Regions from separate parts of the Mus musculus genome. Here region 2 is linked to region 1. A link is a contact called in public Hi-C data. All regions are on one chromosome and are shown on one strand. Each heading gives the region's core, a stretch centred on a gene start, on an enhancer-like site or on the middle of the called end of the contact. The rest is flanking DNA. Distances are from core to core; before and after follow the strand shown. Region 1 overlaps Kl (klotho). Region 2 overlaps Stard13 (StAR-related lipid transfer (START) domain containing 13).

Region 1 (3,419 bases), core at 403-2,902:
ATCTGGGAAACAAACAAACAAAAGGCATTAAAGAAAAAAAAAAAAAAAACTACCCTTTTGTGCAAACAATACAGACTGATCTAAAAGTTATCATCTACAGCAAGGACACAAAGGACCCTCACATAGCTGAGGGGACTTGCTACATCCACTCTAGTAGTGACACACGTGACAGGACTAGAAACCTGGATGAAGTCCTGAGGCGAAAAGTTCACGTAAACTTAGTCTCCTGGAACTGTGGCATCCCATAGCACGTATGCTCCAAACTTGTCCTTGAGAATGGATCTGTGTGCTTCCTTTCAGTATTGTTTTGTTATAGCTGCCTCCAAGCAATGACTTGCCAAATACCTAAGCAAAATCGAACTTTGCTTCCTGGCCTTCATCAATGCCCTAGGTAGTCCTTGAGCTGACCCTGGGCTTGGAATTCAGCAAGAATGTTGCCTATTCAGTGACATTCAGAATTGCCTCTCGTATTGTAAGAGAAATAGTGAAAGAAATTAGGATTTACTATCTACTACATAGAGTTAGAAATCTCAGGGCAAGCTTAGCAACATAAGTTTAGAATTCTTATTATAGTTATGTATGCGAGACTACATTACTTATTAGAAAAGTCCCCCCACACTATCACTTAGAATAAAAGTCAAGTCGCTCCCATATACAGGAATTTACAATGGTTTAGGAAGTAGATCAGGCTGTGGTTTTAGAGTATTGCATTATTCATGAGAAGGTTAGCTAGAGCGGAACTCCCTAATTAGAGCCATGACTTGGGTGTGAAAGCCCTTGCCCTGGGAGTGTAAAGACCTCACACCTGACTTCTAAGAATATAGCTGACTTTAGATAGAGTTGACTTTGTCTCAGTTGTTTTATTGCTCAGTTCCTGCCAGTCTTTGTGTTTGCATTCCTCTGTTTTGTGTAAGAGTCATTAAGCATCCGATAACCTCATTGTACCTTGCCAATGTGTCACCTAACTTTCCTATTTTCTTCTGTATAAAAAGTTTGATGCTCGAGCCAGGCGTGGTGGTGCATGCCTTTAATCCCAGCACTCAGGAGGCAGAGGCAGGCAGCTTTCTGAGTTCGAGGCCAGCCCGGTCTATAAAGTGAGTTCCAGGACAGCCAGGGCTATACAGAGAAACACTGTCTCAAAAAACAAACAAACAAAAACAAAAGTTTGATGCTCGATTTGACATTAAATTTAGATACAGCACACTCTCTTGTGTCGTGTCTGTTTGTCACCCCCTTTTCATCGCCAATTCCATTGCCCACTGAGGGGGGGGGGCCCGACTGAGGCGGGTCCGCAGCAGGGACTCCATTTGTAAGCCTCTACATTAGTATCTAATGACAAGAAGCAGGACGGTGGTGCCTGTGGAGAGGGAGGGCCGGTGAGGAGTTACAGGAAGATTTATATGGCAGTGGGCCGGTCCTCTACCTCTCTAGCGGGACTCATCACACAGATGGGCATTGTCCTAGTTTGCTTCTCTGTTATAGTGGCCAAACACCAACCAAAAGCAACCCCAGGAAGGAAAGGGTTTATCTGGCTCTTACGTTGCAGTCCATTACTGAGGGAAGACAAAGCAGTGGTCGGAGCCTAGCAGCAAGCGCTGAAGCAGAGACCACGGATAAACTTTCTGGCTTACTCGGCTGTCTTCTTGATAGAGCCCAGGCCTCCCTGCCCAGAGATAATGTTGCCCATACATCAATGAAGCAGTGCCACACAGACAAGGCCACAAGTCACTCTGCTGAGGGCAATAATTCCCCAGCTGGGGTTCCGTCTTCCCAGGAGTATTAAGTTGACAAACAAGATCAGGCATCACATGTGGACTTGCCAAAACTCATAGGATTGTGCAATAAAATATAAAGACTTATTGAGAAACAGATTGTGAGTATATTACTAGTCATAAAGATACTTGTATTAAAGATACTTGTTGTTGTATATTGTCTAGGATTGACATGATAAGAAACACCGATTTTCTCTATGTCTTAGGGTTTTATTGTTATGAGGAGATACCATGGCCAAGGCAACTTTTATAAAGGACAACATTTAACTGGGGCTGACTTAGAGGTTCAGTCCATTATCATCATAGTGTGAAGCACAGTAGTGTCCAGACAGACATGGTGCTGGAGAAGGAGCTGAGAGTTCTACATCTTGATCCAAAGGCAGCCAGAAGGCTGTCTTTTCTACACTGGATGGATCTTAAGCCCACCCTGATGGTGACACATTTCCTCCAACAAGGCCTAAAACCTAACAAGGACACCCTTCCTAATAATGTCACTCCTTGTGGATCAAGCATTCAAATACATAAGTCTATGTGGGCAGAACCTTTTCCGACCACTATACTCTGAAACACAAATTTAACTCTGCAAATCAGTTACTTTAAAAAAAATTATAGATGTAGGCTTAGATTATTCAAAACCTACTTTAATAAGGGTTTTCAAGAGTTTCAACACTCCCTCTTGCCCACCATCCAAAGGGAGGGGAGAAAAGATGGAAAATAGGACAAGGGGATGTGGACCTGTTTAGAACCAGTTTTTGTTGTTTTTTTGTTTGTTTGTTTGTTTTTTCTTTTTGGTTTTTCGAGACAGGGTTTCTCTGTATAGCCCTGGCTGTCCTGGAACTCAACTCTGTAGACCAGGCTGGCCTCGAATTCAGAAATCTGCCTGCCTCTGCCTCCCAAGTGCTGGGATTAAAGGCATGCGCCACCATGCCCAGCCAAGTTCTCTGGGGCCATCCCAATCTTCATTGTCAGGACACCAGCAGTCCAGTTCAGTAGTGTCACCAAACATGAATAAGCATCAGCAGCACAGTCCAACAGAAACAGCCAGGCCTCCACTGTCAGCCTGAGTCAGCTGGGAGTGATCAGAAACAGCCAGAAAGTCGGGAGTTCTTTGCCATGCCTCTCTCAATAAAGTGAAGATCCTTAAAGACTGGAGACTGATGGAGCTTTGCTCAGCTGGCTATGCAAGTATGCTATCACTCTCTGTTGGGTCCTACTTATACTCTCTCCAAACATCTGTGAGATCTGTGAGTCCTCTCACAGATCTGCTTCAGCAAAGCGTCACTTGAGTTTGCTGCAGCAAACTATCATGTGTCTGCGTCACATGACACAACCACTTCATATACCAGTCAGCATTCACCCATTCGAGCAACAAATATTACATTCTGCTATTTCGCTGAGAGACACAAAAGATAGTGTCTTCTTCTCGTGGAGCTTTTATCCCAGGGATAAAGGAATGGATGAAGAGAGAAAGGTTAGTGGGTGGCAGGATCCGGCAGGGCTGCAGTTAGATAGGAAGTACCCATCGTCGGCAGAGGCATTGCTTGAGGAGAGACCCGATCCATAAAGAACAGGGAGAGTCAGCAAGGGTCAGGGGATGACATCAGGTCATGCAGACAGAGTTGACCAACTGGATGAGGAAATGGACTG
Region 2 (3,419 bases), core at 298-2,797, 160 kb before region 1:
TTAGAGTACCAAAGGCGTTTTCCCTGTGATATTATCCATTACCAAAGAAGAGTGCAGAACATTTTGCTGGTTGCTAAGAATTTCAATGGGCTGAGAATTTTTAGGGCCTTGCTATTTATATGTATGGAGACAGCACAGATGGCTGCCTTCTCCCTTCTTTATCTGTAATACAGATCTATGAAGACGAAGGAAAACAGGAACACCATAGAAATGAACAGAAGTGGGACCAGAAAAGGGCAGCAGAAGATGCCCTGGAAATGTTCTGCATCTGTTAGTGCTCCCTGAACATAAACAAGGTGCTCATGTGGAGCTGACGGTCTGAGACTCAGAAGGGTCTGGTCTCTGGTTTCCGTCTTGAAATACTTAAAGTTTTTATTAGTTGCAGCAAAATACAGGAAACCCTCTCCTCCGTGTTCTTGTAAAGATTTCATTTTTTATTTTATTCATGTGTATGTCTGTGCATAATGTGCATGTGGTGCTCAGGGGGACCAGAAGAGGGAGTCAGATCCCATGGAATCAGAGTTACAGATGGTTGAGTTACCATGTGGGCACTGGGAACTGAACTCAGGTTCTTTGCAAGAGTAGCTCTTAACTGCTGAGCCATTTCTCCAGCTCTAATTCCAGCGTGTATAACAATGTCTTTCATTGCTGGCTTACAAAGTGCAGATACATTGGTTTTGGGGCAAACTGCTCTCCTCATGACACATGGGAGGCCCAAAAGAGAAAAAGGAGTCTCCCTCAAGGATGTGTCCACAATTGTGTAACATCCTCCAACTAGGCTGCACCTCTCAAGAGTCCCATCATCTCCCAAGCATCCTACCAGCACAGACAAAACCTCTACTATACTGATCTTTGAGAATTCTGATCTAAACCATGTCTAGTGAAGGTAAGCCAGGCTGGGACAAGCAGGTCATGCCATGAACCCAGGAGTCCTTCCATGAAAGCAAGACTCAGGTGGCCAGATCTGCAGGTGCCGTGCTGAGTGTCTTTTCTCTTTCTCCAGAACACTCGCTCTGTGACTGTATTCCCTGCCTGCTCTCCTCTGAGCTGGGCAAAGTGTTTTTAAGTCATTATAAACAGTACTGATTTGCAAGAAGCAATAGCCTGTGTGTCTCAAGGGAAAAGTCTACAGTCAAAAAACCCAATGCTTCATAAAAAAAAGGCTTTACAGTGATCTTGTTCCCCTGCAAACAAGGCTCTACCCTGCTGGAGGCTCCTACTTCTCTGAGCGGATCTCTGGCTCCTGACAGTGGGGACCACCTTGGAACTCAAACTCTCTGAGGTGTTCAGAAACACAACTCATTTTTTAAGCTTTCAAGCTCTGCGGCCTTAGCCATTATAGCAGAAGGAAAGAGTGTGTGCAAAGTTATGGAAAAGAAAAAAGCTAAAGCTTGTGGTATGTTCTGAAGTCACTGGAGGGTCGTGGGAGCACGCAGATGCTTCTGTCACTCAGCGCTGATGTTCTGCCTTTGAACTACTAGGGCATTACAGGAGAGAAGCTAATCTTTTGTGGCCAGCACAGCTTGCCTGTGTTGATAAGTGTGATTAACAACACTAAAGTCAAATACATTAGCAAATGCCTTATAGCTGCCAGGAACGCTCATGGCCACCCACGCTTCACAGCTAAATAAGAAACACAAGTTTCAGGAGCCTGGGATTCCTAGATCTGCTGTATGTACATGCCTTCAGCTTTGATTTTCAAGTTGGTTTCAATCAAATCGGAGAGCGCTATTGTTAGAAAGCAGCTACATATAAACTGCCACATGAGGAATGTGCTTTTTTTTTTTTTGTTTGCTTGTTTGTTTGTTTGTGAGAGATGCTTGCTTGATTTTCAGAATCTTCTACGGAATCTGCAGGCTTCTCTAAATTTAAAAGTAGATTTTTAAAAAAAATCTAGAAACTTCTTTACACAACCCAGTGCTTGAGCCTAACCCTCAACCAGAAGTCAAAAGTCAAAGGCTCTCTAGTGGTGAAGCAATAAGTCAGTCAGTGTTCCCAGCAATGGAAAGGGCCCAGCTTGCCCAGGGAGCACCCTGAACCATGTGACCAGAGGCTTTGTTCTTTCTTAACTGAACCTTCATTGGCATGTTAGCTAAAGCAGGCCCTGTGCTTGAGGTGATAGCAGAATTTGTCTTTCTCTGCCCAAGATAAAGGATATCCCTATTAAAATCTTGAAGGGATATAAAATTCAATTCTTACAAGTCCTGGGTCACTAGAGAGTAAGGGAGGAGAGGAGTAGACAGAGTTAGAACCGGGGTGATTGTACATGAAGGGAAGGGTGCAGGTTCCAGGAGGGGTTGATCCTGTCTTTGCCTTAAACACATGAGACTGGCTTGCCCAGGCAGGGAATTTACACTTTCTGCCTCGCCGTGGACTTTCCCTGTTTTGCATGGCTGAATGCCAGAGCTCCAAGTGCACTCCCCACTACGAGGCACCTAAAAGAAACGAAAAGCCAGCTCCACGAAGCACTAGATGTGTACGAGAAAAGCTGACTTGATGGACAGATTCTGTGTGTTTGTTTGTTTGTTTGTTTTTAATCATTATATATACTTTAGGGTCTTTTGAAATGGAAAAACTTTTTATATTAATTTCATGTATGTGAATGTTTGGCTGCCTGTATGTATATATGTATGTATGTTTCTATATTATATGCATGCAGTGTCTGAGGAGGCCAGAAGAGGGCGTTGGACACCCCCCCCCCCCCGAAACTGAAGTTATAGATGGTTTTGAACCACGGTGTGGGTACTAGGAACTGAACTAAGGTCTTCTGGAAGAGCAGCCTGTGCTTTTAACTGTTGAGCCATCTCTTCAACCCCATGAAGTCATTCGTGTACCACAGAGTTTCATTTTCTGACTTTCCATATATACTAGTTAGTTTAGTTGATTCAAGCTAGAGTCGTTTGGAGGGAAGGAAATAATAGTTGAGAAAATGCTGCCACTAGATTTGTCTGTGGTGTGTTTTCATGATCGATGACTGATGTAGGAGGGCCTAGCCCACTGTGGACAGAATGACACCAAGGCAAGAGGTCCTGAGTTGTGTGGGAAAATATTCTAAGCAAGTCATGGGGAACAAGCCAGTGGGCCGCATTTTCCCATGGCCTCTGATCAAGTTCCTGCCTCTAGGTTCTTGCCCTGGCTTCCCTCAGTAATGGACTTACAAGCTATAAGGTGAAATAGACACTCTCCTCCCCGGATTGCTTTTGGTCATAGCCTTTTATCTCAGCAACAGAAACCTAAGACACTGTACCACTACCCAAAGCAGTTGATATTTTGCTGACAAGATTATTTTCAACATGTCGCCCCCTTTCTTTCTGGGTACTCTAAGCCAGCTTACACTGTGTAGTTTGTGGACTTTTACACATATATTATAATAGAAGACATATGTGTCCAATGGAACGTCCTGCAGAGACACAAAACAG

Evidence for each region. A called contact is a pair of places that touch in the nucleus more often than the background predicts.
Region 2: a contact with region 1 is called in a Hi-C map of the N1E-115 cell line, with 5 times the contacts expected there. The contact joins two enhancer-like sites. A contact is called at or near these places in 2 of 484 Hi-C or Micro-C datasets (the N1E-115 cell line and uterus), 1 of 115 datasets of contacts at active chromatin or transcription factors (fibro-adipogenic progenitors) and 2 of 9 other capture datasets (adipose tissue and pancreatic islet).

Annotation. Positions count from the first base shown.
Region 1 is chr5:150,975,759-150,979,177 of GRCm38.p6, reverse strand. All of the region lies in intron 1 of Kl (klotho), which reads right to left. Among named protein-coding and RNA genes, the nearest start is that of Kl, 25 kb to the right of the region's middle. Within about 2 kb of position 1,652, at least 8 of the 459 cell types and tissues checked have an H3K27ac peak or open chromatin away from gene starts, as enhancers often do. A contact at or near this core is called in the N1E-115 cell line, where this site is marked.
Region 2 is chr5:151,134,244-151,137,662 of GRCm38.p6, reverse strand. The region is part of intron 1 of Stard13 (StAR-related lipid transfer (START) domain containing 13); the gene reads left to right. Among named protein-coding and RNA genes, the nearest start is that of Stard13, 54 kb to the left of the region's middle. Within about 2 kb of position 1,547, at least 44 of the 459 cell types and tissues checked have an H3K27ac peak or open chromatin away from gene starts, as enhancers often do. A contact at or near this core is called in the N1E-115 cell line, where this site is marked.